Linked DNA regions of Mus musculus: all the other regions are linked to region 1. Evidence: chromatin contacts called from public HiChIP or PLAC-seq and promoter capture Hi-C data. All regions are on one chromosome and are shown on one strand. Each heading gives the region's core, a stretch centred on a gene start, on an enhancer-like site or on the middle of the called end of the contact. The rest is flanking DNA. Distances are from core to core; before and after follow the strand shown.

Region 1 (4,128 bases), core at 1,129-3,628:
TGAGAGGCTCGACCAGCACCTGACCAATGCAGATGCAGATACTCACAGCCAACCATCAGGCTGAGCCTGGGGACCCCAATGGAAGAGCTAGAGGAAGAACTGAAGGAGCTGAAGGGGATTGCAACTCCATAGGAAGAACAATATCAACTACCTGAACCACCCAGAGCTCCCAGGGACTACACCACCAACCAAAGAGTACACATAGAGGGAGCCATGGCTCCAGAAACACATATAACAGAGGATGGCCTTTGGGACTTATCAATGGGAAAGGAGGCCCTTGGTCCTGTGGAGGCTTGATGCCCCAGTGTAGGGGGATGCTAGAGCAGTGAGGTGGGAGTGGGGGAGTGGATGGAGGAGAACCTTCATAGAGGCGAAGGTGAGGGGGAAGAGGGGGGATGGGGGGCTTGTGGAGGGGTAACCGGGAAGGGGGATATCATTTGAAATGTAAAGGAATAAAATGATTAATAAAAATAAATAAATACATACAAATAAAAGCTGAGACCTAAAAAGGATCAGAAACAATTCAGAGTGGGCAGGGAGATGGCGGGGCAGGCAAAGGTGTTTAGGGTACAAAGTTGGCAACCTGAACTGAACACCAGGAACCTATGTAGAGGTAGAGGAGGCAACCAAAGCCACAGAATTATTATTCTCTGACCTTCACATGTGGGGCATGCAAGTGTTCACACATCATGCACAGCAGACATGTGTGTGTGTGTGTGTGTGTGTGTGTGTGTGTGGTGTGTGTGTGTATGGTGGTGTGTGTATGTGTGTGTGTGTGTGGTGTGTATGTGTGTGTTGAACAAAGGGTAAGAAACATTTTGGAGTGTGAATTTCATAATCGTGTCCTATTTTATTCCCTAACTTCTGAGCGGTCAAGATGTCAGATTTAAACCAGAGGATCATGGGAGCCAATCTGAGAGACTGCCGATATAAACACTCACACATGCAGTAAGTTATCGCTTAAAGAACCATAATGGTCAGCAAATACTCCATGTGTCTTCCTCCATTCATAACCATTTTCAAACCAGCTGGTGATGTCTTTTCCAGGTCCATGGAATGTTTAGTTAGCAGCTGCTCAGGTTGATGGATAAACCCTTCTTGTGCTAGATTCAATGCTATCTAAAAATGGAGAATATAGTCTCATTTCTAGACCTTAATGCCCACCAAAAGACCCCAAACGTTATTCACGGATATGGCACGTTAAAGGCTCCAAAGAGTGGTTCAGAGGCTTTGGAACCCTACAAGTCAAAAGATAGTGTGAAGGTTAACGGGGGAGCCGCTTGGGAGAAAGACTGGCATAACAGGATATTACTTTCAGAGGAAACAGGAGCTGCATCAAGCCTGGGCCAGGAAAGGCGGAGTCAGCAGCGCAGCACCCAAAGAAACCCCGCGTGCCAGGGTTTGCAAGAACGTGGCGTGCTCAGTGACTCTTCCTAGCCCGCAGGGGCCAACCACAGGCCTCCTGGCACCAGTCATTACAAAAAAGGTACCCATCGGCTCTTAGCAGTCCCTGCCAAAGACTAGCATAGGAGGAACGGCAAAAGTAAACGTCAGATACCGCTGCAGGTGAACTTGTCAACAAGTCAGCTCTAGACGAAAATCCCAGTCCAGAGGGGACCTGGGAGGAAGGGAAGGGTAGGCCAGCACCGGCTTGGGTATGGGCGCAGGTGCTCTCTGGTTTCCCTCCCGCTCCCTGGGGGCTGACGCACGCTCCTAGGGCGCGCGCATCCTCCACACATCCAGGCCCGAGGGAGGATCTGCGGGAGGGAAGAGGATGATGCTCCTCCCGCACCCGATGGGGGGGTGGGTGTGTGGATGAGGTGACCCGCCTGGAACCCGTAGCCCGCAAAGGGCAGTAGAGGCGGCCTTGGCTTGGCGCCCCCGACCACCCGGCCACCCGGGCGTCTCCCACTGCAGCATGCAGCCCGCCCGGCCCGCCCCCGCCCCGGCCCTGGAGGGCAGGTACCTTGGTGCTCCGGCCCCCAGGAGCCTCCCGGCGGAGATCCTAGCGTCCCTCCAGCTCCCTGCGCCGACGTCAGCGTCAGCACTGGCGAGGGAAGGGGCGGGGAGCGCAGGAAGCGGTCCTTCCTGCAGCGGCCGCCGCCAGCCGGAATAGCAACGCGGAGCCGGTGCGCGCCGCAGCGCAGCGCGGCGGCCCGAGCCGGCGCCCTCCCCTCCGCCAGAACCCGCCGCCTCCCTTCCTGCGGGGACAGCGGCCACTCTCTGCAGGACCCAGGGATCCTGGTGGGGGAGGGCGGTGGTCTCACCTGGTTTGGGGCGGATCAAGGATGAGAGGACCGAGTGTCCCTCTCTCTACTCCCTGGGGTTTTCCCGTGACCCCCATGTCTAGGGTATCTGGCGTTTGGACCTGCTGCCAGAGATGACCCCGCCCCTGCTCCCTAGCAGGTGTTCCACGTGTCCATAGCGTTCGCGTCACAATGACCTGTCTACAGGTGGCTGACGCCTAGAACACCTCAGAGTTCCTTCCTCGGTTTGTGTAAAGGGTGCGTGCTACTTTATAGAGTTTGGTTACTTGAATGGACAGGAGATTTCGTGAGGTCAGTGCCAAAACAAGTAGGTTTGCATCTGGAGTCCAAATTTGGGCTTAAAGGCTAAAAAGGCAGTGTTAAGAAAACAGCTGGGTATGTATTTACACACTTTTTTTTAATATCCATATGCCATATCAGTCACCTATACTTACTTTAGACAGTGTTTCATCTCTTCTTATCCTTTGTCACAAAACACAAACCTCAGTTTCTGGAGTACCTTGCATATCACAGGAGAGGGATATCAAATAATGGTTCCCAATGCTGTCTATACTGATAGAGATACTGGGCTCACCCCTCCTTCGATGTCATAGAGAAGTTTGTTGAATGATCACTGCTAGGAACAGCTAGTAGGTGGAAAGAAAAATTACTTAGTAATAATGCAAACAAGCCAGAAATCCACAGCTAACATAAAAGGGTTGTTTCCTGGGTGCCAAACCAATACTGTGTCCTTCACACTGAATTTTTTGATGGCCCAATATGGTGGTTAAAATTATCCCCGTTTTAAGGGTGAAGATACCGTAGCTCAGAGTTCCCTACGGAAGACTGGTGGATCTGATAGCCTTGGCATGGCTCAGTAGTGAAGAACCAGGGTTGAACCTAGGGTTGTCTGAACCAAGATTTAACCTGAGGAGAGAGTGGGGTTTAAAGCATGGTTAGGGATAACTCAGTGGCTGAACACTTACCTAGCATGCACAAAGCCCTGGGCTTGGTCCCTAGGAAAGCAAAGTAAGAAAAGTGTCCAAACATAGAAAGAAATGCTAATTTCTTCTAACATCAGAGGTACGCTGAAGGGCCAAATTTCCCTTGACTCATACCAGTCTTCATACCAGTCGCAATTTATTAATTACATGAAAATATAAGAATTCCACTCACTTATCAAAGATTGGTTTTGAGGCAAATGCATTTTTTTTTTTTTATAAGAAAGCCAGTGTCTGATGTGTTGAAAGTGTCCCCTAGAAGCATAGTTCACTGGGACCTAAGCTCTGGAAAGAACAAAGAAGTAGATTTACAGAACCATTTAAGGGCTAAGGCAGACACCTTGGCCAGAAGTCTGAGAGCCTGTCAGTCACAGAGGCTGAGTTTAGCCTTCAAAGACAGTACCTGCCATCGAAGAACCCACAGGATGAAAGCAGGGTCTGGCCAGTGTGAACAGAATCCCCCTAGCTCCCAGAGACTTTAAGAGCACACCTTAAGTGATGTCTTATTCATTTATTTAATTTGTTTTTTTGAGGCATGTTCTAGTTGTGTAGCCCAAGTTGGACTGGAACCAGAGATCCTCCTGCCTGGGATGGATGCTGAATGGTTAGATGATAGGATGTCCTCCCATGCATAGCTTTAAGTGACTTTTCTTCACCTCCAGCCTTGTTCTAGTGCTTAGGATAGGATTTGAGGAAGAAAATAGTTCTGCTCATCCTACATCACCCCAGGGTACTTTTACCTTTCCACTAAAAAAATTCTCTCCTCCTGGACTGGAGAGATGGCTCACAAGTTAAGATCACTGGCTACTCTTCCAGAGGACCTGGTTTCAATTCCCAGTGCCCACATGGGGGCTTGTAGCCATCCATAGCTCTAGTTCCAG
Region 2 (4,128 bases), core at 884-3,383, 910 kb before region 1:
TTGGAGAAGTGTATGTGTAATAAACATATATAGTCATTTTCTTTGTCTTTTTTTTTCTAAGCAATACAGTATAAAATCTATAAAAGCATCATTTATATTGTATACAATATTATGGGTTCTTTAAATATCCTGAGCATATGTAGGAGACTTGTTATATACCGTTCCATTTTCTATAGACGATTTGGCCATCTGTGGACTTGCTTATTCACGAGGAGCCCTAGGACCAATTTGCCACCGAGAGTGAAGAACAACCTAACTGTCCAGAGTAGAGCTGTGCCAAGTACCTGGCTCCTGGCTCCTGACTACGCTCTTCTTCCCCTCGGGAGTTATCACTATCTCACTATTTTATTACTACCTTCACAGTCTGTTATACTTTGTCCATCTTTTCTCATTTGCATTGATGACAAGTATTGGTGAACCCAGTGAAGCAGTCCATAAATACAGTGCTAGAGCTTTCTCAGGTTTGTGGTTGTGATACTGGTGATTATTGGCTTTTGCCAATCATCTTCTAAGTTCTTCTTCCTGACTCCCTACATGCATGTTGTCCTTTCTGTTGAATGAATGGTGATTGCTTGCAAACGAAGAATGTAACAGATGAAACATTGCCACTTCTTAAGCAGGTAGACAGGAGTGCACATCTCTGCTTTGTAATTGTGCTAACCATTTATGTGACATGGGAAGATGTGAGATGTTAGAGGCAGATACCTTTCTATCTTGTCTTTACATTCCTTATACTGCCTAATATAGCTATACTATATTGTATTGGAAATAGTGTCATGGAAAAGTCTATATTACCTGTTGACTTTTAATTTAGTGTGTGTGTGTGTGTGCGCGCACGTGTAGATGATGTATGAATGCAGACCAGGAAAGGCCATCAGACCCCTCAGTCAGAATTATAGGCGCTTATGGTCAAAATTGCCAGCTTGTTGGTGGGAAATTGGTTCTAGGGCTCCTCCAGAATCCACAGATGGCCAAATCCTTTATAGGAAATGGAAAGGTACTTGCATATAACAAGTTTCATGGGTGCTAAGTGTCTACACTTTGATCTTCATAATGAACTATTTCCCCAGCTTGACTTTTTATACTTTCTGTTTTCTTGTTTGTAAAATGCACATTATGAGAATGGAAAGTGCACTAGCATATGGCAGGTGCTTAGCATTTTTGGAACTTCTCCTAGAGAAGTATGTATATACTTAAGGCCACATCATACGGGTTTATAACTGCCATGTGGTTGATTGTTAACAAACTGTTAAAAAGAGAATAACTTGGTTGTGAAGTAGTCAGCAAGTATTCTTTGAGCCCCCACTGTTCCAGGCACCATACTGAATCTGATGACAGACAGACGCACTGGGGCTTAGTGAGCCAGTGTGTTAGCAGTGAGAGCCTTGAACATCCAGAGTCTACGTCCAGAATTGCACAAAACAGGGATTTGGACTAGGAGCTGGCAAACTTCTATTAAAGGGCTAGGTGAAGCTTTGTTGGACAAGTTACTTCTGTTGTAGTTATTCAGCTCTGATTTAGAACCAGGTACAGTCATCATACACAGGAATGGACATGGGTGTTCGTAAATAAAACTACATTTGCAAAACCAAGAACCTACATCCCAGAAGTTCACTGACTCTGCCCACTCTCTTCCCACCCCTGGCTAGGTGGCATGTGTATACACACACATACACACATACATACACACATACACATACATACACAGATATTTATAAAACTGTTGATGTTATTATCCGTTCATGGCACACAGACCAAGTGTAATTATATTTCTATTGACATAGGGGGCTGCATGGCTTAGTTTACCTCCATGGTGTGGGGTTTTCACCTTATGCTGCTCAGTTTGTCTGTGCAAACTCCGTCTCCTTGTCATGCTGCTCCAGGTCATGTCACGGTGTTTCTTCAGGACAGCCAGCTGTTCTGGAGTCTTCTCTCAGAAGTACAGATCCTCTTCAGACTTCTCTCCCTACCCATAGGCCCCACCTGCTTCTCAGGTGGAGCTGGAGCCCGTGTCAGGCCCCCCAACGCAGAGGGAGATGCGACTTTGACGCTTTTAAAGACCAGAGACAGTCTGTAGCTGACAAAGCCTGAAGCCTTTTAGTTCTAGTTCTTGTCAGAGCTTGCTCACTCCACATTGAAGAATAGAGTAAGTAGTGATTGGCACAGAAGTGAAAACACTAGAGTTGACAGCCAGGAATGGAACTTGTCCTGGCAAACAAGCTTGGCTCATGGAGGAATCCTGATGAGAGGTAGGTCCCAGGCTCTGGGCCAATAATAGGGAGTCCATCTTCCATTTGCTTGTAATTGTCCACAGAGGGCCATTAGAACAACACAAAGAGTTAAACTTACAAATGAGGAGAAGTGACTACTATTAGATAAATTGTCTTACAGAAGGGATTAACTTCCACAGGGAATTAAACCTCAGAATACTTCTTCGTGATAATGTGATCACTTAGTAATTTTATAACCAGGTACTAATTATAAAATTATTTGTTTTATTATTAATTATTTTATAATTATTACAATTTTTCTTTTTTTACAGAAATACATTCCCAGGAAATGGCCTCTAAATCTTGGCTGAATTTTTTAGTCTTCCTCTGTGGATCAGCAATAGGGTTTTTTTTATGTTCTCAACTCTTGAGTATTTTGTTGCGAGAAGAGGCTGCCATTCAGCCTAACATGCTTCACAATGACCCTCATGCAAGGCATTCAGATGACAATGGACACAGTCACCTCAAAGGACAGATGAACTTCAATGCAGATTCCAGCCAACATAAAGGTAGGCTCTGTGTTACAGAAGGATTTACTTGTAAGAAATGTGTCTTGTTCATATTTCACGGCCAGTACGAGGTAACTAATAAGTGAAAGTGAGAGAAAATGAGAAAATCGTGTTCTGGGAGTGGGGAGAAGAAAAAGGAAAAAGCTTAGACATTAGAGAGTGGGATGAGTAATTTTTAGCATTACCCACATCTTGTGATCCATAAAGGTAACAAATATCTATCAAATATATGTGCATACAGTGAGAGGATCAGTCATAGCCCAGCTGTGGGGATAAAGCTGTCTTGTCTCCCTCCATGTACTATACCAGTTTTTGCTGTTGGTCCAGGGTGTGATGTGTCTGTGTGGCTAAGATTGATCCCATAGTTCCAGAAGCAGAGGCTGCTTCCTCCCTGACTGCAGAGTGCAGCTCTTCTGGACTCAGTTCCTGGTGCTCCATGGCTTGGAAAGTCTTTCATGCCTTTCCCCCCTTTTCTTCTGTTCTCTTCCAGTCAGTTAACTACTTAACTGTACCTCATTGGTCATCTTTCACAGGACCAAGGTTACAACAGCTAGTTGACCATTACATTTAAAAGTGTTGTACCCTAGGATTAGTGAGAGCTCTCTTACCAATTGTTGCTTATAGATTATATCATCTGATTTAGTAAGCTGGAATCAGGAATAAAATACTAATTTGCAAAGTAATTTTGTATAGATAGAAAAATAGAGATGCAGGGCTTATATATAGTCCAAAGCTGAGTGCTTTCTAATGATTTATAGAAGTATAGGTAGGCCTCTAGCAATTGAAAATAAAGAATGTTCCTTCGCTATATATATTTTTAAAAGCCTTGGTATATGACCACACATTTATGACATATGAATAGTACTAATTGGATTTGAGTTATTAATGACAATAAAAACACAAAAGAGGAGCCAGTCAGTGGTGGGACATACAGTTAATCCCAGCACGCAGAAGGCTGAGGCAGGCGGATCTCTGTGAGTTTGAGGCCAACCTGGTCTACAGAGCAAGTTCCAGGACAGCTAGGAATACACAATGTAGTCCTGCTTTTGTGGAAAAGAGGGCATGTAGTTATGAAGTTGGGACAAGAGAGGTTTATCACTAGGGGGGATTGGAAGAACATAGTGATGAATAGGGATGACCAGTGTACATTATATAAATGTATACAACTTTCAGAGAAGAAAAGTATGTTTTTAAAAAGCACTGGTCTAGATCTTTTAGTTGTACCTTCCTCTAAACCAGTGCTGTTCACATTGTGCTGTTCACATTGTGCTGTTCACATTGTGCTGTTCACATTGTGCTGTTCACATTGTGCTGTTCACATTGTGCTGTTCACATTGTGCTGTTCACAT
Region 3 (4,128 bases), core at 635-3,134, 900 kb before region 1:
AGAAAGCATTAGCTTACGAACTACCCTGAATCTGGAGACCCAGAGTGGCGAATTCTGCTTCTCCAACATAAACCCATCAGCCCATGCAAGCTATCAAGACTGAGAGGTGAAGTCTAAGAAATGTTTTCTTTTAAAATGTTTTAAATGATTCTGTCTCCTTTGTATTAGTTTTCTCAAAACATGGAAAAGTGTAAATCAAGAAATTAGCCACCATCCCAAAAGTAAATTGTGTTACCCTTTACATATTTCCTGGTAGCTTTTTCCTCCCCAATGGACCCGTAAATCTATTCAGTAAGTGTTGAGGTCAACTATTTTTAAAAAAGTTAGACACTGAAGTTCAAGAAATAAAATTCAAGCAACAGAACTCTAAATCTTACTATCTAAAACTAGTTTCTGATCTCTTATGCATACCCAACAGTAGCCCAGTAGTCTAAATGAGTAGGTAGCGCTATTTTACTTTTATGCTTATATTTAAAAGAGAGTTCTTGAGAACCTGCAGATTGACCTAGAGAGCAGATGGCCTGGGATGTAACAGTAACAGATCCAAGTCTCATCTCTGGAAGGAAGGAAGGAAGGAAGGAAGGAAGGAAGGAAGGAAGGAAGGAAGGAAGGAAGGAAGGGGTGCGTGGAGGAATAACAGACTGCCTTTCGAGATTTCCAGAACAACCTCCTAGGAAAGCCAAACTAGATCTCAAACCTAAAGGCGAGCAAGAAGAGTTGGGAAACGACTATGAAAGACAATTGATGATGCCCATGTAAAACAAGAGGAGTGGACAAATGCCAAAAGAGTGTGTGCTGATTGATTATTTCAGTACAAAAAAGAGAGCAGAACATGATTATGAATCTTGACTTAAAAAAATGAGAAAATTAAAGATGGAGAAGAAGGACCTAATTGATTTGAGCTATCAGAAGTTAGAAATTTTTTGAAGTACATCTCTCAAGAAAGAGGAAGTGAATATGCTAAATAAATGGTCATAAAACTATGAAACCAACTAAAAGAATAAACCTGTTAACTACTAAAATGCAATCATAAAGATAAAACAGGCCATGGAACAAAAGATAACAAATTTAAAAGGGAAACTGTAACTTGACTACAGAACCCAGACTTGTGAAAATATACACATACACACGTGTGTGCCCCTCCCACACACATGGGTGGTATTAGAATTAGTAGGGGATTAATTGTCATGTTTTAAAGTTTTTATTTTGTTTTGTTTTTAATTATATTTTGATAGTAAAGACTGTTTAAGATGAGAAAAGAACTCCTGATCCTCAGTCATGGATGCTGTAGCTGCCACAAACCTTTTTAAAAATTTATTCATTCACTTTACATTGGAGTATCAGGACCCCCTCTCCCTCCCCACAACCCTCTTATACCCAGATCCTCCCCACATCTCCTCTCCCAGCCAGTTCCCTCCCCCCCCCATTTACTTCTTACATCTATTTTACTTTCCCTTCTAAGGAAGATTCAACCACCCTCCCTTGGGCCTTTCTTGTCATTTGGCTTCATTGGGTCTGTTGATTATGGCATGGTTATCCTGTACTTTATGGCTAATATCCACTTATAAATGAGTATATACCATGCATGCATGCGTCCTTTTGGGTCTGGATTTCCTCACTCAGGATGATATTTTCTAGTTCCATCCATTTGTTGGGCTATTTAACTAAGGCTCTCAAAATGAGTTAATTCTGATGTCCCTCAAGAGAGGAGAGAAGGACAGTTGTCACACCGATAGGAACAGTGAAGGCCGTATGTGCACAGAGTCCAAAGTGAAGAAAAGCTCCCACAAGCCAAGGAATGCTAAGAGCCACTAGATGCCAAAAGAGACATTTGGAGACAGTGTGACCGTGCCAACACATTAATGTCATGTTTTCGAATTCCAGAACTATGAGCAAATACATTTCTGTTGTTTTAGGTCTCCGAGTTTGTGGGAAGTTTCTACAGCGGCTGAAAATAAATAGTGCTTATTGCAAAAGGTCTGGCAAGCGGCCATTAAAGGGTTCAATTTGAGGCACGTGTCTCCGGAGCCCTTGGGAATGATAAAGAACAGTCTGGGCAGTGGCTGCCCCTCCGGGCCGACTCTCTTCAGCCGAGAAACCCCATGCTGCTGACTCGTGGACATGTGTCCTTTCTGAATCCGTTCTTTTCCAAAAGTTCTGTTCAGCACACTGCTCTACTCTCTTCTACAGACTCCTTTGTCCGTACTCAGGGAAAAAAATTAAGTGATTGGCTTTTAAATTATATAGGGGGGTTGTTGTGCCCTGTGTGGGTGAGATATGGATGTCTTATTTTCCATTTTGTATGATAAATAATATGAAATATGTATATATAATATGGTATATATATGTATATATATGTGTGTGTATATGTATATGTGTGTATATATATATATATATACATATATATATACATATATATATACATATATATATATACGTATATATATATATATATACATATATATATACATATATATATATACGTGTATATATATATATACATATATATATATATAAATTCATAGAAATGAATGTCGAGATCCTGTCACTCTAAGGAAAGTTTTGAGGCTAATATATAATTCCTACTTTATTCTCTTCCAAATGTATGGAGTTGTCTAGCCCCAAAAGCTTCTTTATGGCCGAAGTGACCCCCTCAAACAGTTTTTCTACTTCAAAAAATTTAGATTTGAGCTTCCACACAAATACAAATACAAAAAGCCTTGTATTTATATTAAGAGAATATAGACAAGAAAAAGGGGAGGTGAGATGCTATAGCTGATGCCACCATACACTTTAGACACAAGATATGGAGGGATCTAGCTGGTGCTGACTCCCAGGGAGCCTCCTCCCTGAGGTCTATCTCCCATAGCGCCAGAAGGTGCTATCCAAGCTGCCAAAGATCAAAAACAAACAAACAAACAAACAAACAGAAAAGCAATCAGTAGTTCTACCCAGCTTTTAAGCCTGTGAACCACAACAATGACCACCTAGGTAAGATATCCCCAATGGTGTAATAATGGTGCTTATTTTTTTGAGGGGAACCAACATCTGTCTAATAGAACTTAGAACCACCCAGTATAGTTCAGACCTGGTACTGTAAACCTAGATAGGTTTGCCAATTCCAGGTGTTCAGCCCTAAAACTATGTGTACAGGGCAACACAAAATGGGCTGGCTCAGTAGGTTGTATACATATGTAACAGTAACTAAAGAAGAGGTTACGAATCCTAGGGCAGTGGAGGGGACAGGAAATGAATGGAAATGCTACCCACGGCTGGAGAACTCAGGGACCCTAGAGGAGAAACTACTACCGTTTTTTAAGTCAGTAAAATGCCTGACTGTATTATACACATACCCCTGGGTAAGTGTAGCCCTCCTCCTTCATCAAAAAAGCTTCTTTTTATAGGAGAAGGAAGGTACTACAGAGACGCACAACTAGTCAGACTGTGGAGACTAACTGAGTGTAAGTTATCTAACTCCAGTTTGTACATCTACAATACAACCCCTACACCTAACCCCTCAGGGAGCATGGTTGGGGCAGGGGACAGAGAGATCATAAAAACGAAAAGACCAGAAAGCCAGCTACAAGATAGTATCCTCTAGACATGACAGAGATGTTGTACCCATGGCTCTCAACAATATGGCCGCCTAAATAAAACCTGATCACTGATCATATCAGTCAGTGTACTAGCAGGAATGGAGAAACGTCACAAGGCCCAACTCCTACTATGGGCAGTCAGTGGATGCTAAGAGACGGAGAACCAGCCTCTTCTAGGGACGAGTCCCCTGATAGGTTGGCCAATTCCAAGTGCTCTTAAAACAGCCAACATAGAATGGACTCAGTAGGTTGTATACAAGTGTAACAGTAATTAGAGAAGACGAGACCTCCAGGGCAGTGGAGGGGGAGGGGAATGGGTGGGACTTGTAGAAATTCAGTGTTCTTATGAATGGAATTCTCAGAAAAGCAATTCTCATGTTTCCTTCCATTACTCATAGGTATTTGATTTTGTATGTTTACTTTTTCCTTCCTCTCTTCTAAACTTATGAAATTTAGGGAAAGATTTTAGAAAAGGGCAACTTATTTCTCTCAAGAGACTTTATTAGTCAGTTTTTCAAAATTCATTTTAAAG
Region 4 (4,128 bases), core at 734-3,233, 750 kb before region 1:
TATACACTGATTTTTTAAATTTTGGATGATTGTTTTATTGGAAAAAATACAAGAATAATGCATAAATATCTGAATCTTCTAATTTTTGCATTACTAATAATAAAAGAAATAATTGGGTTTTTTTCTAAATGTTTTCTTAGGCATAGGAAGAGATGCTATGCCAACTTCAGAGATGCTTAAAAAAAACCTGTTAAATGAATCTCTGATTTCTATTCAGATTATAGAAAAATGAAAAATCATCCTTAAAACAACTGTGTAGAAAGTGCTTCCATTAGGAAGCATTAACATTAGCAGCTATAGATAAAGAACCTATAGGAATTCTTTATACTATACTTGCAACTTACTCAAAATAAGAATTAGAAATCAGTATATGAAATTCATGAACAGATGAATGGTTGAGTGAGAGAATAACCAAGCTCACAGAGATGTCATCTATCCTTAGTGGAGCAGCCGAGCACACAGGTATGACAGTTACCCAGAGTTTGAGAACCCACATGTTAAATAAATCCCCAAAGACAACAGAGTTCAACACATGGATTTCATGTGGTGTGTGTGTGTGTGTGTGTGTGTGTATACAGATAAGTGTGCATGTAAGTTCAGATGCCTGTAGAAGCCAGAGTGCTGCTGTTCCTTGGGTGTGCTAGGCATTTTTTTTTTAATCTATGTCTCTCTTTGGCCTGGTGTTATATCATCAGGCTAGGCTACCTGGTCAGTGAGTCCCAGGGAGCCTCCTGGTTCTGCCTCTTAGCACTGGAAATCAAGTCGAGGCCATTATGCTTACAAAGCAAGCACTATGTCCACTGATCCACCTTCGCAACTTGCAGTCCAAATTTCTTGAGGGCATTTCTGCCCTTTGGATTCAGGAGAGTTTGACCATTATTAAAACCTTTTACTGTCCCTGCGCTTTACAGCCATATACCCTCCAGTTCAACTGTTGAAACAAGCAGTAGCATTATCCCAGGTGAACACAATTGTTTATACGCCCAGTGCAGTTATCTACCGCCAGATTAAGACTCCCACCTCGGCAAAAAGTAAATGTTAGGAGACAGGAGACGTGGGACACGAAGCTATACTTCAATGAAGGGAGTTTCTGACTCCCACTTGACCTTTCTGTTTCAGTTCTTGCCACCCACGTTTTCTCTGTTACCACACATGTAACAACAATGTCTTTATTTATAAAACAGATTTTTATCTCTAAGAAGGGATATTAATTTCATATTTAGAAAAGGTAACTAAAAAGTCCATTATGAAAAGGAAAATGGATCAAGCTATTCTAGAAGTTTGGCTCGGGGCTGCTGCCCCTGCAAAGTGAAAGGTAGGGGAGAAAGGCCAACCTGAACCAGGCTAGGTTCAGAGAGACCATGGACAGTCTCGGGTTTATTTTTATCTCGACTCCACCTTTGTCATTTTGCTATTGAGCTGTTCTCCCACTGGGCATTTTCTATCACTCACTAAAAGAGAATGGGCTAAAATCAATAAGGCAAACCAGAGCCAGAAAGTCTAGTTCAAACATAACCTTCTTCTCTGACAAGAGGGTAGCCTTGTCTGAGAACCCTGGAGACGCAGTTTACATAGTGAAGCTCAGTGCAGACCCCAGCTAGCATTCACCTGAGGGCCAATGGTCACTTCCTAGGCTGAGAGCACCTAGAGGAGTTGAGAGAGGAAATAATTTGCCTGTGTACAGCTTCCTGGTCTTTGCTTGTTTGTTTTTCAAGTTGTAGGCAATTGTACAACCGTATGAAAATGTTCAAACCTCAATGGTCCGACAATATCAAAATATTGTTTTATTTAATGTATCATTCTTTCCTCTGTTTCTTTTCTACTTTGCCTCCTGTTTTCTGATAACACTATTACTAATTAAAAACTCGGGGGAAAGCATTGTAAATGTTGAAAACTTTCTGCCAGCTGGAATAAAGAAGCCAGCATTGTACTAAGATGTTGATTCAGTGGGTAAACGGTAGAATTGATCAGACTAGTGACCAGCCTGAATAGTCTTCCAGTGTTTTGCCTGCAGGCCAGGAACCACTTTATACTGCTTTGTGGGTACAGCTAGTTCACATGTGAAGGAAATTTTCCATTTTTATCAGCCTTGGCAGTACATGACATTGTCCATATCAATAGAAGGCTGTTATCTAGAAAATCAGGTTGGGCTGCTACTTGGGCATCGATTTCCTGACCATAACAATCTGCCGTAGCCATGGCCATTTCTTGCTTCCCAATGAGCAAATAATAAATCTATGTTTCTCTATAACTTCTTAATAGTCCCAGGGACAAATGCATGGGGGGATAAAAGTCAGGTTTTAACAATTCTCTCAAGCTACCACAGATTTTGCAATAGTTTTAACAGTAACTCTGTTTCCAAAATCCAAGCTGACAGCCCCTCCAAACAAAGGCTCCTTTGCTTTCTACTCCTCGGTTCTAGCTTGGCACTGAGAAGCAGCCCAGGCAGTTTTTCCCTCTCTAACCCGATAATCAACTGCTTTCAGTTTCTTAAGATCCCTCCCCCTTCTGGTGCTGGGTTCCTTTCAATGTCCCATTTTGTTGTTAACACTCTCTAATGGGGGCTAAGACAGCCTAATGTATGTTTGATAAAATAGCCCACTTGCTTAGGTATAGAGTCAATGAGTAAGTTATATGCTATCAAGCAAACATTTGTGGGAGTAGAGTCACAGAACTTCTAGTACTGGGCCAGAATAAAATCCCAAAGGGTTGAATGGAACAAAATATGGCTTCATTATATTCAATTCCCATTCAGAGTGATCTGGTTGCATTGTCTTTGGTGACAGACAAGGAAATCATTTACTTTTACGGATTCCATGGCCGATTTTGAGTCTGTTCCCAACAATAATCTAACACCTTTACTATGTGCACTTCATTCTTCATGGTCTCAGTGTAGTGCCAAGAGATGTCAGCCACATACAGTGTGAGTTTTCAGGACAGCTCCCATGGGAACGTCCAGGAGCTGGACCATGACGCTGCTGACATTAGTATTGATGGCTGTATTCCTTTCCTGAGGCTACTATGATGAATTACCTCAAATGTAGAAGTTTAAACACTACTTATTCATTACCTCACAATTGTAGGAGTTAGAAATCTGAAATCAAATGTAATTGAGGAAAATACGTAATAATAAAAAAAAAAGAAATCTGAAATCAGTTTCCAAGGTGAAGAAAGACCACATTTTCTCCAGAGGCTCTAAAAACAAAATACATTACCTTTACTATTTCAAATTCTAGTCCTTCCTGTCTTCTATGGGTTTTCTCGATTCTCCTCCACTCTGGGCTGTTTCTATCAACACATCTCTCCTACCAGAGTCTATCTCCCTCCAACTCCCTCTTCCTTGAGATGACTTTTAGGGTCCATCCAGATAACATGGAATACCCCCTATTTCTAATTTCCTTCTGCTATAAGGTAATAAATTCACATTCTAGAGATAAGGACATGGACGTCTTTTTGATTCATTACCATGGTGACTTTTATCTTATTCCCGTAAAAGTAATATAATGTGGTTGCTATGTTACCTGTAATTTCTACTTAGACAATATCACTACTATACTTAGACAACTCACTTTATACTCTAGAATGTAGTATATACATATATATATATACATATATATTTAAGTATATATATATGTATATATATATATACATATATATATATATATTTAAATTATCTGATCATGTGCTGTATAATAAAATTTCATTAAACAAACAGCCATGTATATATACAGTTGTGGTCCCAGAAGATTATGAGAGATGAAAAATTCCCATCATTTACTGCTATCCCACTGACATGTTACAGTCTGATGAATTAGTCTTATCTTGGTGTTGATGCAAATAATAATGCAGCCAATAATATAAAGGTATAGAACATGGGGGAAATCCACAAACATAAAAGTTTTAAGGATGACTAAAAGGGAAGTACCCTTAGGGCTGAGGAGAGGGCTTAGTAGTTAAGATGTTTGCTGTGTCAAGCATAAGTTTCTTAGCACCCACATTTTAAAGGCCAGGTGAGTGGTGTGTGCCTATAACTCTAGCACTAAGGTTAGAAAGTGGAGAGATATGTGGCCCCTGAAGCTCAGTGACCCGACCCGTTAATCTGAGCAAAACGATGAACTTCAGGATCAG
Region 5 (4,128 bases), core at 837-3,336, 700 kb before region 1:
GGGAGGGACGGAGGGAGGGAAGGTTTTGTCATTGCAACAGCTGACCATATATTTTATAAGGAGCTATAAGAATTCAAAGGTACCCAACACGAAGAAATGATGAATGTTTAAGGAAACAGAAATGCTAAATTAATCCCAATTTGATCATTACGTTATATACATGTATCGAATCATCATCCTAGAGTTCAGTTATATGTATTTTATGTGCATGCACTTAAAATGATTTATATGGAAAAGACGATACATCTACACTTACAGCCACACCAGGATAGCCATCACCTTTGAGTCCTGGAGCCCCCACTGGTCCTCGGGGACCCTGGGCACCCTGTAAAAATCCAAATACCAAGTCATGGTACGTCTAGCAATGCTTAAGCTAAACACTAATTCAATAAAACATTGATTGATTTGACAAGGCAAAGGAAATTTTAGAAAAATATCCTCCTACATTTAGGGATTGCTTATTTCCTCAGAATTCCCGTCATTTGAGGTCACCGAGATGTGTGTCAGGAAAGTAAGGAATGTATGAACCAGGACAAAGACTTCTATAGGAAACACGGGTCACAAGAATTGAGAAACAGATATTGTTATTATTTTAATTAAAAAATGTACAAACACATATAAATTAGGAAGAATTGTAAACATGAGAAAATTTAGGAAGCACTATGTGCGGGGAGAAAAAAAAGATTACAAAGCAGATTTTGAGTGTAGACTGTCAAATATAACAAGCCTAGCACAAGAAGTACTATCTATTGTGTTCCTCCATGTGCCTACATTACAGAGCGCTGAATCACTCAATGGAGTTCAAAAAGACCAAGTCGCAGAGTGATGGCCCCTCACTATTTGCTGTTAACCTTGGGCACCATGACTTTGACTGTCAGGCATTCACCTCAGATACAGAGGAGAGAGAGAGAGAGAGAGAGAGAGAGAGAGAGAGAGAGAGAGAGAGAGAGAGAAAAGATTATTGTCCCTTAGGCAATATGTTATTGTGTTACAAATAAAAACTCAAGGAATCACTGGCTGGAGTAAAATGGGTACAGAGGAAAACAAGAAGAAGAACTTGAAGAGTCTTTTAGAATATGTATTAATTTCAGAGACTTACTAAACATGTTTTTAAAACTATTGTTTTGCAACACACTGTTTTTTACTGTGATGACTAACACCCTTTGTGCACATTGTTTACTTTGATAAAAAATGTTGTGTGTGCTTTAAATTGTTTATTTATTATTACTTTACAATTGATGGAAATTCTAGTAACACCCCAACTTTTGTTTTCCATCAATAGAAAGGCAAATGATACCTTCAAATATTTTATTTATGCACTAGACAATACTGAGATCAAACTAATTATTTCTACCCAAACGTTGCCCTCAATCCAGCTCTGCATTGATCCTAATTCTATGCCAATGAGTGAATGAATGAACAAATGAATGAATGAGTGAATGAATAAATGAGTGACTAGGGAGGGATAAAAGCTGCAGACCTTTTAAGCACCAAGAAAGTTAAATCTAATTTGAGAGCCATGAATACAGCAGCTGGTTTTATATGGTTAGCCTCAAAGGATCAGCTTAGAAACTATTTGGCCACTCACAGAGACAGAGTACACTATTTACCCCCACAAACTCAAGATGATTTTTTTTAAGTTGTGTGTGTAATAGGGAGCAAGACCAAGGTGAGGGGAATTTGATATATCCCCAACAAGAGGACACGCTCAGAATCAGCTTTCTAAGCCATTCCAGCTACATTTAACAGAAGCCTGGTCATTCATGTATGAGACTGTTTCCCAAATAAGACTCCATCTCTGCCCATGCTTACGATACAAGCAAAAGGCCAACAAAAGAGAGAGAAAAGAACAAAAGAAGGAAAGAAAGAAAGAAAGAAAGAGGGAGAGAGGGAGGGTGGAGGGAGGGAGGGAGAGAGAGGGGGAGGAGAGAGAGAGAGAGAGAGAGAGAGAGAGAGAGAGAGAGAGAGAGAGAGAGAGAGAGAGAGAGAGAGAGAGAGAGAGAGAGAGAGGAGAAACTGCTCCTCCCTGGTTATGCTCAAAAGAAAAAGAATACAGTTCTGGTTTTGATTTCTGTGCTGAGCCGATGATATATCACCAGCAGCTGTAACTGATTAACTTCTGGTCTTCACCACAGAGGAGGGCACCCTTAACACACATTACAAACACCTTTTCCCTGCAGGGCTTTGCCTTCTCTCCTGCCGAGTTTGCAGTAACTTGGTTACTGCTAATGTTAACAAGTGCGATGGGTTCTCCTCATTGTTGATTTGTCTAGATTAGGAATCACCTGGGAGACAGGCTTCTATGTTTGTCTTTGAGGGAGTTCAAGAGAGTTTGCCTAAGGAGAAATTACTGGCTCTGAAAGTGGGTTGGGACCATGCCATAGACTGGGGTCTGGACTTAATAAAAAGGGAAAAGGCTATAAGACCTCCAGCATTCTCCTTTCTCTGATTCCTGATTAGATAAGATGTGAGAAAATTCCTGCCCGAATGCTTTCTCCACTATGATGTCTCCTGAACCATGAACTAAACCAAACCTTTCCTACTTTAAATTGCTTCTTGTCGGGTATTTGGTCACAGCCCTGAACAATGAAGCTAGGATGTGTCTTGGGTCAAGTCTAGGGGTTGGTTTTCATTTTCATCGTGGCATTTTTATAAATCAAATTTTGCCATGTTTCCGTTCTTCACTAGATTCAAGAAAATGTCCTACAGAAGAAACTCACTGTGGCCTGTCTCTCATTCAACACATACCAGCACACACACACACACAAAAGGGATGGGGTATTTTGAAATGTGTATTAGGGTGGTCCTGAAAGTTCACTGATGTGGCATGTAAAATTGAATTAATGTGCCAACCTCCCATCATACATTCAAAGGTGTACGTGACCCTGTAAAATGTGAATATGACTACATTGGAAATGAATGGCATCAAGAATACCACTAAAGTCCAAAAGGGGGGAAACGTTTGGCTAAAGAGGCAAGCATCTTTAAATACAATCATCTTCAATGCCTGGCAATCATGAGCAGGTAAAGGTGTGGCTGAATGTAACAGCACACTGCCACTGTCATGCACGTGGAAGAATAAGGAGAGATAGCATAAATCATAGATGGAGTGTGAACAACCAGTCATCAAACAACATGGAAACGCTCCCCACATGAACTGAACAAGATAACATCTGTAGTTTCACCTGGGAAATTTGACAATTTTCCTGAGTCAACTTCATAGCCAGGGTCCCAGATGCGGGATAACCAACCTGACCAAGCTTGTGTGGGATTTAAAAAAATCTTAGTCCTGAAAGCTTTATGTGACAGGGACCCCAGTCTTGGGCAAACCAGAGCAGTTGTGACTCTGCTGATATAAAGAGAGTGTTTTTCTAACACTGACTGTGTCAGCAAACACTCAATCATGAGAGTTAATATTTCCTAAATATATGAAAAATAAACCTGTTGCTTATTCCTTTTCTTCCCCCTCCAAAGGACATAGACTCTTTGCGTGTATTTCATTAACAGATAGATACTGTAAGTAAATGATTAACTTAATAAGCAGGATATCTTGGATCTTGAACATCCCCCAAAGGTCTATGTGTTCAAAGAATGGCGCCCAGCCTGTGGCTGTACCAGAAGTTGGTGGAGCCCTTCCGAGTGTCAGGTTTCCTTGGGGGAAATTAGGTAACTGGGAGCATTTCCTCAGGATGGACACTGGGACTGCAACCCTTCTCCTAACTCCTTTGGCTCACTGACTGTCATCAGGTGAGCAGGAAGTTTCTATCGTGTATTTTTACCTTGATGTACTGAGATGGCACAGGCCACAAGCAGAAGGAACAGGCTTTCATAGTCTAAAAACCTCTGAAACTATAGGCCAAAATAAACTTATGAATTGATGATACAAGTATTTCACCATGGTGGCAGAAAGCTGGCTAATATATTAGGGGTCAAGTCCTCTTCCTCTTGCTCCCCCCACTCCTTCTTTCTCCTCCTCCTCTTCCTATTTTGTTTTGAAAGGCAGGGATAAAACAAAGGGCCTTGTGCATGCTAGGCAAGTATGCTATCTCTTGGTTACATCCCCAGCCTTAAGTCTACTTTCTCACATCCAGAAAGGAGGCATCGCTAAATCATACCTTTGGTCCTCGA
Region 6 (4,128 bases), core at 939-3,438, 670 kb before region 1:
AGCAAGCCTCTTTTCCTACTAGTGATGAAAATGAATTCATTGTGTTAAGAAAATTTGTCTGTAATACTTTCTAGAATTGGATTACTGATTCACTGTTTTGTGTTCGAATTTATAAAAATTCTCTGAAAATCTAAGTTCATAAGGATTCATGGAAAATCTTGAATAAGCTGTGCTAATCACATGATCTATCTGTCTTACCCTGATCTTATATCTATAAAGTCTTAATACTCTGTGCCTTTTAGGGAAAAGAAGCCACAAGAATCAATCAGAAGTGATATTAGGTTAATAAATTTATTAGAGCCAAGGGTAAAAGAAAAGAATGTTTCCTAAGAAGCAGGGAAATATAACTATATTCCTCTGTATAGCCATAGATGATGGTTAGCTTTATTGTAGAATCGCCTGGGAAAGAGTCTCAAAAAACTGTCTATATTGTATTGGTCTATGGACATGTTTGTGGGGGTTGTCTTAAGTCAGTTAGTCAACGTGGAAAAACACAGCCCACTCTGGGTGGCACCATTCCTTGGAAGGGACCCTAAACTGTACACGAGTGAATAAATAGAACAGAACATACAGGTAAGCAACTGAGCATGCATGCAATCATCCTCTCTTTGTCCTTGACTGTGGATGTGATGTGACCAGCTCCCTCAAGCTCCTGCTGCTACTTCCCTGCTAGGATGTATTATAACCTGAAATGTTGAGCTAAAAGAAGCTTTGTTCTGTAAGTTGCTTTTTGTCAGGATATTTTATTACTGAAACAGAAATAAAACCAAAACACCATAATGTAACCACATATTTCCCATCATTGCAAATTAGCTACCTAAACAAAACTCTCATTAATAGCCTAGTGGGAAAATAAAGTGTCCCAATTGTTACCCAGAATGCAGCCTTTTATACTCGGTCCTAAAGCATCACTGAAGATAAATGTAATTTCCGTGATAAGTCAGGAGCCTTTAAATATTGGGTTTTTATATTCCAGAGTTTATCATAACATGCTTCATATGTGTGGTGATTTGCCTACATGTATGTCTGTATACCACCACATTCATGCCCGATGCCATTAAAGGCCAGAAGAGGGCATCAAGCACCCCAGAACTGAAGTTAAATTTGGTCATGACCTACCATGCAAGTTCTGGAAATCAAATTTGGGTTCTCTGGAATACCAGCTAGTACACATAATTGCTAAGCGATCTCTCCAGGCCCCACATTGTATCAGTTTTATATTCTATACAAATATGTTGGGCGTGTCATTGAGGCATGCTATGAAATATTATATTTTCTAGTATTCTAGTATTGTATTGAATATAATATCCTCTCTCTCTCTCTCTCTCTCTCTCTCTCTCTCTCACACACACACACACACACACACATACCACTGCTTTAACATGCACAAATATGAAGAGAAATAATCTAGATAATTGAATTTTCCAGATTGCTTATGTTAGACATAAATACTAATCTACTGGATACCAAAATATTTAAGAAACTATATATTATAACTTTTTGAAATATAATAATAAACAACTATTGACCTGTGTTCTTAAGAATGATTCTTTGGATAGTCAAAGGTATTTGATTTGCAAGGTCACTTTATCTAACACATTATTTTCACGTTATAACAAATTTAACAAAGACAAATTTTAAAATTTAACCCAACAGTCACTTACAATTTAGTGTCTATTGCTTTAGCTAACTGCTTTCCTCTCTTTAAATGTAGGCTGGCTGTTCATTGGTACCAAATGTTGGTCATGGTTGAAAAATGTAAGAATGAGATGCCTAGATCATGTGGCTACAGATGGGAGCTCAGACCTCAGTGTATTAAAAAGACACTTGTAGAGGTTCTTAAACACTCAGAGAGCAGTATATGGCTCTCAGGATGGTGTGTGTACCTCAACATGTATGCTTCATAGAAAGATTTTAGAATAAAGATTTCAAGTATGTGTTTTGTTCTAAAATTCTGTTGATAGGGCCCTAAGTACCTTAGGAAATTATCTCCTATGTGGCCTCTGGCAGATACACTGCAGACTACAGCCCACGGGTTGGCCAACCATAGACCACTAACCAGACCCCACTGCCTATTTCTGTTAATATGGTTTTACTGGTCTGCCACAGCCATCGTTTATACATTGTCTGTGGCTATTTTCAGACTACAACAGCGCTGAGTCATTGAAACCGTTATCAATGGCTCATAGATCATAAGTGCCTGCTATTTTGGGAAGTTACAGAAAGAACTGCCAACACATTGAGTAGAGAAAGCAGTAGGAAGCCTGCTTCCCAACTCCAGGTCAAAGGCAGGTCGTTCAGAATGTCTTGTTCTTTGTGTTAACATTATTTTTCTGACAGTGTTTATGGCAATCCTATTAAACCTGGGGTGTTAGACTCTCCTTCTTATCTGTGTTTAGTAAAATAAAGCTGTGAGCCAAGGGTTGCCATAGCTACACTCGGCAATTTAACTTTTGGACCAAAACCAAATGTATGTGGCTTTAGTGCTTATAAACTAAGATAATTTTCTAATTAACATATAGTAATTACGTGGAATGCAAGTCTGCTGATTACTAATTTTATAATTGTAAATTTCATGTGTATGTGCTTTCAGGTTCTGGGGAAATTTGCATATTGTTTTACTCAATAGGGTGAGAGTGGCCAGGAACACACTTAGCTTCTAATGACTTATACTTCGCAGCCATTTTAGACAAAGTATTTTTCCAGTAGTTCAAAAGCTTTTGTTACCTTAGGTCCAGGAAATCCTTCTCCTGGTAGGCCCCGCTCTCCTGGTGCTCCCTCAGGACCACGGGGACCCTGGTTAGGGAAGGACAGAATGTAAAATAGAAGAGAAAGGAAGGAGAATGGGAGTTGGGGGGGTGTAGGCAGAAGAGAATGTTAATTTCAGTTCCCACAGACATGGCGGCATTGAGGTCTCATTTCATTTAGTAAGAATCCTTGGAGTACAATCCATACTGATTAGCTGCAAGTAACAGGATTCTCACTGGGTTCAATATTCCTCCTGTCTGAACAGGAAACAAGCTTCTAGCTGTCTTCAAATAAGAGGAAAATTGAAATAGGTGATACTTCAGAATAAGGGTAAGAAAATACACCCCATGAGAGAAGAAACCCAGGACTGTGTGGTCTGGAGAAAGGCCCAGAGAGATTTACTCATTTGAGTAAATATTGGAAGAGCCCGGGGAAAGCTCTCCATGGGCTCATGGGAAGCATTACCAGTTTCCCTCTGTCTCACTTTGACCTGATACACTTGGTTATTTTTGGAGCTGGATGAATTCAGAGAAAATTTTATGCATAAGTCATATATCTTCACAAGATCACTAAAGGGGGGATATGACATTTAGTCTCCATGGTTTTAAGAAGTCCTTGAGGCTCCTTTCAGGAAGGTACTAGGAGTGGTGAGGACTTCTCACATGGGTAGAAAGAAAACAGTATAAGTGCAGGGCAAAGTGAGATGGCAGAAAACCCACTCACCAAAAACTTAAAAACCAAAAGACAGGGCTTATATCAAAACTGGGCATTTTATTTTAGTATGTGTGTGAAGCGGGCAGGGATTTCCTGGAGTTGATGTTATAGGCAGTCGTGAGACATTTGACGTCAGTGGTGGGAACTGAACTAGAGTCTCCATAAGAGCATTCACATGCGGCCCGAACCCGGGAGCACTTTGCCTGAGCATCCGCAGCAGACATCTTGGTTCCAGGACTCCACCGAGAGTATTCTGCACAGGTGAGGGTGTAGAATACAGAAGCTAACAGCTTCTGGGACAGGCGGGAGCCACAGAGCTTCTAAGGCCCCTTTTCAGGCTCCAGACATCTGGCCACTTTCTCGGCCAGAGGATAGGGGTCCGCCCGGCCCAGGAGCGCTTTGCCTGAGCATCGGCAGCAAACATCTTGGTTCCAGGACTCCTCCAAGAGTATTCTCCACAGGTGAGAGTGTAGAATACAGAAGCTAACAGGTTCTGGGACAGGCCTAAGCAACTCAGCTTTGGGACAGATCCTGTTTTGGGGCTTCATCTTCGGCCAGGAGGGAGGTTCTAACACCAGATATCTGTGCACCTTCCCTGTAAGAGGAGAGCTTGCCTGCAGAGAGTGCTCTGACCACTGAAACTCAGAGGAGAGAGCTAGTCTCCCA
Region 7 (4,128 bases), core at 948-3,447, 630 kb before region 1:
CAAATACAGAGTCAGATGCTCACAGCCAACCATTGGACTGAACATGGGGTCCCTAATGGAGGAGTTAGAGAAAGGATTAAAGGAGCTGAAGGGGTTTGCAACCCCATAGAAAGAACAATACCAACCAACCAGACCCCTCACAGCTCCCAGGGACTAAACCACCAACCAAAGAGTACACATGGAGGGACTCATGGCTCCAGCTGCATATGTAGCAGAGGATGGCCTTGTAGGGCATCAGTGGGAGGTGAGGCCCTTGGTCCTGTGAAGCCTGGATGTCCCAGTGCAGGGGAATGCTAGGGTGGGGAGGCAGGAGTGGATGGGTAAAAAAAGAGGGGGAGAATGGACTTAACTTCTTGCTACAAAGTTGCTATTGCAATGTACTTGAATTAATGACACTGCTGTAATTATAAAAACTATGGCATTCCTGTGTGCATAAGACTGAGTCTCTCCACCTAGTACCCAATCTAACTAGAAGTATGTGTTACACTCAGAAATATCCTGGGAAATATTGAGAAGTTTTGGTTCTTTGGTTCATGAGAGCTTCTGTGTTGACAGGCTCTAACTATGTAGACACACATGCACATATACATACACAGTATGCCACAGCAAATAGAACCATAGATCAAGAGATATAAGCATGAAAATTATATGACCTGAAGTCATTGGCTGAAGTTCTACATTACCTAACAACACTTTCAAGTTGTCACTGTCAGTTGGCTCATGTCAGATGAATTATTAAGCTTTCTTAAAGTCCTTGTGAGCATATGTTCATGCAAGTCAAAGCTCTTTCCACATCAGGAATTGCTGAATTGCTATTCTTCCCCTTCAATTAGGCTTGGAGCAGAAGCAACATTTAGACTTCTGCATCACTGAAGGCAAAAGAGTCACAAAGTTTGGCCAATACTCTTCATTCAACATATTTTTTTTTCATTTTTGGATATTTTCTTTATTTACATTTCAAATATTATTCCATTTCCTGGTCTCCCCTTCAGAATCTCCATCCCATCTCCCCTCACCCTGTCTCTATGAGGGTACTCCCCCCCCCATCTACTCCCTCCTTCCCACATTCCCCTACACTGGGGCATAGAACCCCCTCAGGACCAAGCACCTCTCCTTCCACTTATGCCCAACAAGGCCATCATCCTCTGCCACAGATGTGGCTGGAGCCATGGTCCCTCCATGTGTACTCTTTGGTTGGTGGTCCAGTCCTTAGGGGGTCTAGCCAGTATGACAAAGAGCTTCTTCCTCCACACATCACAACCCTGTTCAGATTGATCAGCCCTCTGAGAGCCAGGAAGCGCAATGCTGAAATTAGTATGTTCAAGTGCTGTGTTAAAACTACTTTCTGTGAAGGCCAAAATACCACCAATGCGCTTAGAAAGTTGTGAATCCTAAAACCCTTTTGATTATTTTCACTAGGAATTGTAGACACTACATAAGCTTTACCACACACCAAGTTATGACTTTATACATTATGTTACAAACCATAGTTGGTAGGTAGTTGAAATCAATGAGTTGTTCAAGACCTTAAAATAAATCTACACACCACTTTTGATTGAGGAGAAATCTAAAATTCTTTAAATTTTTTTATTATAGTATTTATCCATTTTTAAACCACAACTGTAAATATTAGCCATGTTTACGAGGTTAACCTAGAGATACTAAGCTAATTTTGAGCCAAGTGAAGTGTTCAGTAATAACCAAAGTTAACTTATTTTTAAAACTACTGTGTCTTCAGTAAAAATATTAAAATATTATAGAAAACATAAGACTCTAAGTCAGACATGCCATGTCCTCTTAGGACTTTGAGGAGACTGTCCAAGCATGAGGAACACTTTAATATATACTACACTACCCTGTACCATTTATAATATTAGAAGAATAATATCCTTGTCTATTTCAGACTGTCACTCAATTCCCTGCACTGCTCACTGTCCATTCCTGATTTCTCGGTTTTCTTAGCATCTCAGAAGCTAACCTGAATGTAAAGACAAAATTTCTTATGTAAGAGTACTAAGTATTTCTTTTACTTGAAAGGTAAAGAGCAAGAAGAAAACCCTAAAGAAAAAATCCTTTGGGAAACATTGTGAATGTACTAGATATTTGTGGATATCCAAATATAGAGACTATTCTGTGCCAAGTGGGATATGCAGGACAGTTGCTTCTGAAGACAAAGTGAATGGCATGCAGTACTAGTAGTACAATGTAAATGGTTTGAGGAATGCCATGTGGTACTTTTTTGGGGGGAGGGTTGGGAGGGGGAAAGGTACCAGGGTAGTCAGCACCTCTTCTGGCTCTGACCCCCAGAGCTCTGCTGTGGGTGTCACAGGCAGCTTCCTACACATTCCACAATGCAGTCCTTCACCTCAGGCAGAGTTTTAGAAAGAATAGATGTGCGTGAGATTTGAGGAAGAAATGTCCATTGAAAATAACCTTAGACAAGTCTCAAGATCTGGCAAGAACAGCCTGTTTAGTTTTTGTATCACCCACTGTGCTAGTTGGTTGAGAGTTATTACTGAACAAATTTGTAGGGCTTGCCAATCTTAACCCATTCTAACTGGCTAGCAGAGGTGCCCGTTGGTAGCAGGCTGTGGTTGCAGCCTGGGCCAACCGCAGCAGCCTTGTGAAAAAGTCTATGGTTCTGGATTGATGGGGCTCAAGTCTCTCTTGCATTACAAGTTCAGTTTGGTCCTAGAAGAAGGTTTCTTGGGCACTTCCATAATTATACTTCTAATAATTTAAAAGATTGTCGGGATGTTCTTTTGAGAACTATTATGCTTGTGAGTGGGAGAGCCTGAGAGGTCTCTGAACCAAGGCTTCCTTTTGAAAAATATCTGTATTTTGTTGCTAAGGCAACAAGGGCAGTCAGGGCAGAATAGGAGTTAGTTTCCATGTGGAAAGTATTAATGGCATCAGTGATTAGTGAAACTGGGCCAGGGGCACATTTTTCCTGATTTAGCATGTGCTATTTTTTCCTTTTTGTTCTTTGGCCACCTTTTCTGGGGTGAGGAGACCTTTGATGAAGAAAATCCAACCCCAGAACAACAAACAGTGATTGTCGTTCATGAGAGAGACCATTCATAAATGCAAAGCCAAAGACAGGCCCCATCTAGAAACTCTCACGGAATCTTTGTGAATGTTTTAAGTATAGAATTTCTGTTTTGGTCTATTAGAGATGCAGTGCTTGAAAATACAGTTAGAATGGCTTTTATTTTTTCCAAGCGATTTCATTTTTTCTTTCCTATGACTTCACTGAACATTACAAACAAGCAGAAATACCCTTCCAGCAAACTGTTTCTCAAAGACAAAATGGACTGTAAGAGGACTTAGGTGTAGTTTCTATGCTGTCTATGAGAAACACGTTGGTCTCAGGTCGAATTAAGCATTTTTTTTCTGAAGGAGGGTAAATTGCATATCATGGGTAAATGCATACTTTACCCTCCAGGTGCTGATGTTTTCTGGATCAAAGGGCCTGAAACCATTATTGCTTACAATCTTGGTAACTTGGAAGCTTAATTTGTATAATGGTGATAAGAATAGATCATGCCTCAGAAGGCAATGTTGGCAGTAGCATATTAAGAACTATATATGTCACAAAAGAAATGTACAATAAATGTTATCCATGATTGTAAAAGTGTGAGAATCAATAATCTTACCCATGTCCATTAGAAAATACAGGTTTTTGGCACGTCAACAGCAATTTCTTTAAAATATTTTTAATAAAATAATATATGAGAAGAAACCACCATTTCATATACCATTATTTCCAGACAGAAGAACTATATCGTCTTTGCTATTTTGTGGGTTCTTCACCCCCAAACCTGGTTTTACCCCTATCACTAGATAGGAGAGAAAGAAGGATAGAGGGAACAGATAGGCAGACAAACAGATTATATATATATATATATATATATGTATATATATACATATATATATATAATATATATAGAGAGAGAGAGACAGAGACAGAGACAGAGAGAGAGAGAGACAGAGAGAGACAGAGACAGAGAGACAGACAGAGACAGAGACAGAGGGAGACAGAGAGACAGAAACAGAGATCTGAATCTAATTTCTTCTTGTTTCGTATTTGCTTATTGCTGATCTTTGCTTCTTTGTGAGTTCTTATTT

What was found. Promoter capture Hi-C pulls out the DNA fragments that hold promoters and counts their contacts. HiChIP or PLAC-seq counts read pairs in DNA pulled down with a chosen protein or histone mark.
Region 2: a contact with region 1 is called in a promoter capture Hi-C map of the C10 cell line, with 5 times the contacts expected there. The contact joins the enhancer-like site here to the promoter of Ica1 in region 1. A contact is called at or near these places in 10 of 39 promoter capture datasets (the C10 cell line, cranial neural crest, hippocampal neurons and 6 more), 5 of 115 datasets of contacts at active chromatin or transcription factors (embryonic hindbrain, extraembryonic endoderm stem cells, forebrain and 2 more) and 1 of 9 other capture datasets (embryonic stem cells).
Region 3: a promoter capture Hi-C map of liver shows a contact between it and region 1, with 2.6 times the contacts expected there. The contact joins the enhancer-like site here to the promoter of Ica1 in region 1. A contact is called at or near these places in 9 of 39 promoter capture datasets (the 3T3-L1 cell line, cranial neural crest, embryonic stem cells and 5 more), 2 of 115 datasets of contacts at active chromatin or transcription factors (embryonic forebrain and stem cell-derived neural progenitor cells) and 1 of 9 other capture datasets (liver).
Region 4: a contact with region 1 is called in an H3K4me3 HiChIP or PLAC-seq map of stem cell-derived neural progenitor cells, with 4 times the contacts expected there. The contact joins the enhancer-like site here to the promoter of Ica1 in region 1. A contact is called at or near these places in 6 of 115 datasets of contacts at active chromatin or transcription factors (embryonic forebrain, embryonic limb bud, embryonic midbrain and 3 more) and 2 of 9 other capture datasets (adipose tissue and liver).
Region 5: a promoter capture Hi-C map of maxillary cranial neural crest shows a contact between it and region 1, with 3 times the contacts expected there. The contact joins the enhancer-like site here to the promoter of Ica1 in region 1. A contact is called at or near these places in 11 of 39 promoter capture datasets (the 3T3-L1 cell line, 3T3-L1-derived adipocytes, the C10 cell line and 7 more), 1 of 15 datasets of contacts at CTCF or cohesin (the NIH/3T3 cell line), 5 of 115 datasets of contacts at active chromatin or transcription factors (the 230-238 cell line, bone marrow-derived macrophages, embryonic forebrain and 1 more) and 2 of 9 other capture datasets (embryonic stem cells and liver).
Region 6: a contact with region 1 is called in a FOXA1 HiChIP or PLAC-seq map of pancreatic cancer cells. The contact joins the enhancer-like site here to the promoter of Ica1 in region 1. A contact is called at or near these places in 8 of 39 promoter capture datasets (the C10 cell line, embryonic stem cells, hematopoietic stem and progenitor cells and 4 more), 3 of 115 datasets of contacts at active chromatin or transcription factors (the 230-238 cell line, bone marrow-derived macrophages and pancreatic cancer cells) and 4 of 9 other capture datasets (adipose tissue, embryonic stem cells, liver and 1 more).
Region 7: a contact with region 1 is called in a promoter capture Hi-C map of embryonic stem cells, with 4 times the contacts expected there. The contact joins the enhancer-like site here to the promoter of Ica1 in region 1. A contact is called at or near these places in 10 of 39 promoter capture datasets (3T3-L1-derived adipocytes, the C10 cell line, cranial neural crest and 4 more) and 2 of 9 other capture datasets (liver and macrophages).

Annotation. Positions count from the first base shown.
Region 1 is chr6:8,776,106-8,780,233 of GRCm38.p6, forward strand. Ica1 (islet cell autoantigen 1) reads right to left here and starts at 2,379. Exons shown (of 14, transcript NM_010492.3): 1 at 1,967-2,379.
Region 2 is chr6:7,861,363-7,865,490 of GRCm38.p6, forward strand. It overlaps C1galt1 (core 1 synthase, glycoprotein-N-acetylgalactosamine 3-beta-galactosyltransferase, 1), which reads left to right. Exons shown (of 4, transcript NM_052993.3): 2 at 2,543-2,779. The coding sequence starts at 2,560. Among named protein-coding and RNA genes, the nearest start is that of C1galt1, 18 kb to the left of the region's middle. Within about 2 kb of position 2,134, at least 5 of the 459 cell types and tissues checked have an H3K27ac peak or open chromatin away from gene starts, as enhancers often do.
Region 3 is chr6:7,880,802-7,884,929 of GRCm38.p6, forward strand. No RefSeq gene overlaps it. Among named protein-coding and RNA genes, the nearest start is that of C1galt1, 38 kb to the left of the region's middle. Within about 2 kb of position 1,885, at least 20 of the 459 cell types and tissues checked have an H3K27ac peak or open chromatin away from gene starts, as enhancers often do. A contact at or near this core is called in liver, where this site is marked.
Region 4 is chr6:8,027,473-8,031,600 of GRCm38.p6, forward strand. The region is part of intron 27 of Col28a1 (collagen, type XXVIII, alpha 1); the gene reads right to left. Among named protein-coding and RNA genes, the nearest start is that of Gm35384, 30 kb to the left of the region's middle. Within about 2 kb of position 1,984, at least 15 of the 459 cell types and tissues checked have an H3K27ac peak or open chromatin away from gene starts, as enhancers often do. A contact at or near this core is called in liver and stem cell-derived neural progenitor cells, where this site is marked.
Region 5 is chr6:8,075,580-8,079,707 of GRCm38.p6, forward strand. It overlaps Col28a1 (collagen, type XXVIII, alpha 1), which reads right to left. Exons shown (of 35, transcript NM_001037865.1): 23 at 4,116-4,128; 24 at 257-325. Among named protein-coding and RNA genes, the nearest start is that of Gm35384, 78 kb to the left of the region's middle. Within about 2 kb of position 2,087, at least 10 of the 459 cell types and tissues checked have an H3K27ac peak or open chromatin away from gene starts, as enhancers often do.
Region 6 is chr6:8,103,868-8,107,995 of GRCm38.p6, forward strand. It overlaps Col28a1 (collagen, type XXVIII, alpha 1), which reads right to left. Exons shown (of 35, transcript NM_001037865.1): 14 at 2,728-2,796. Among named protein-coding and RNA genes, the nearest start is that of Col28a1, 87 kb to the right of the region's middle. Within about 2 kb of position 2,189, at least 41 of the 459 cell types and tissues checked have an H3K27ac peak or open chromatin away from gene starts, as enhancers often do. A contact at or near this core is called in adipose tissue, hematopoietic stem and progenitor cells and pancreatic cancer cells, where this site is marked.
Region 7 is chr6:8,146,199-8,150,326 of GRCm38.p6, forward strand. All of the region lies in intron 11 of Col28a1 (collagen, type XXVIII, alpha 1), which reads right to left. Among named protein-coding and RNA genes, the nearest start is that of Col28a1, 44 kb to the right of the region's middle. Within about 2 kb of position 2,198, at least 6 of the 459 cell types and tissues checked have an H3K27ac peak or open chromatin away from gene starts, as enhancers often do.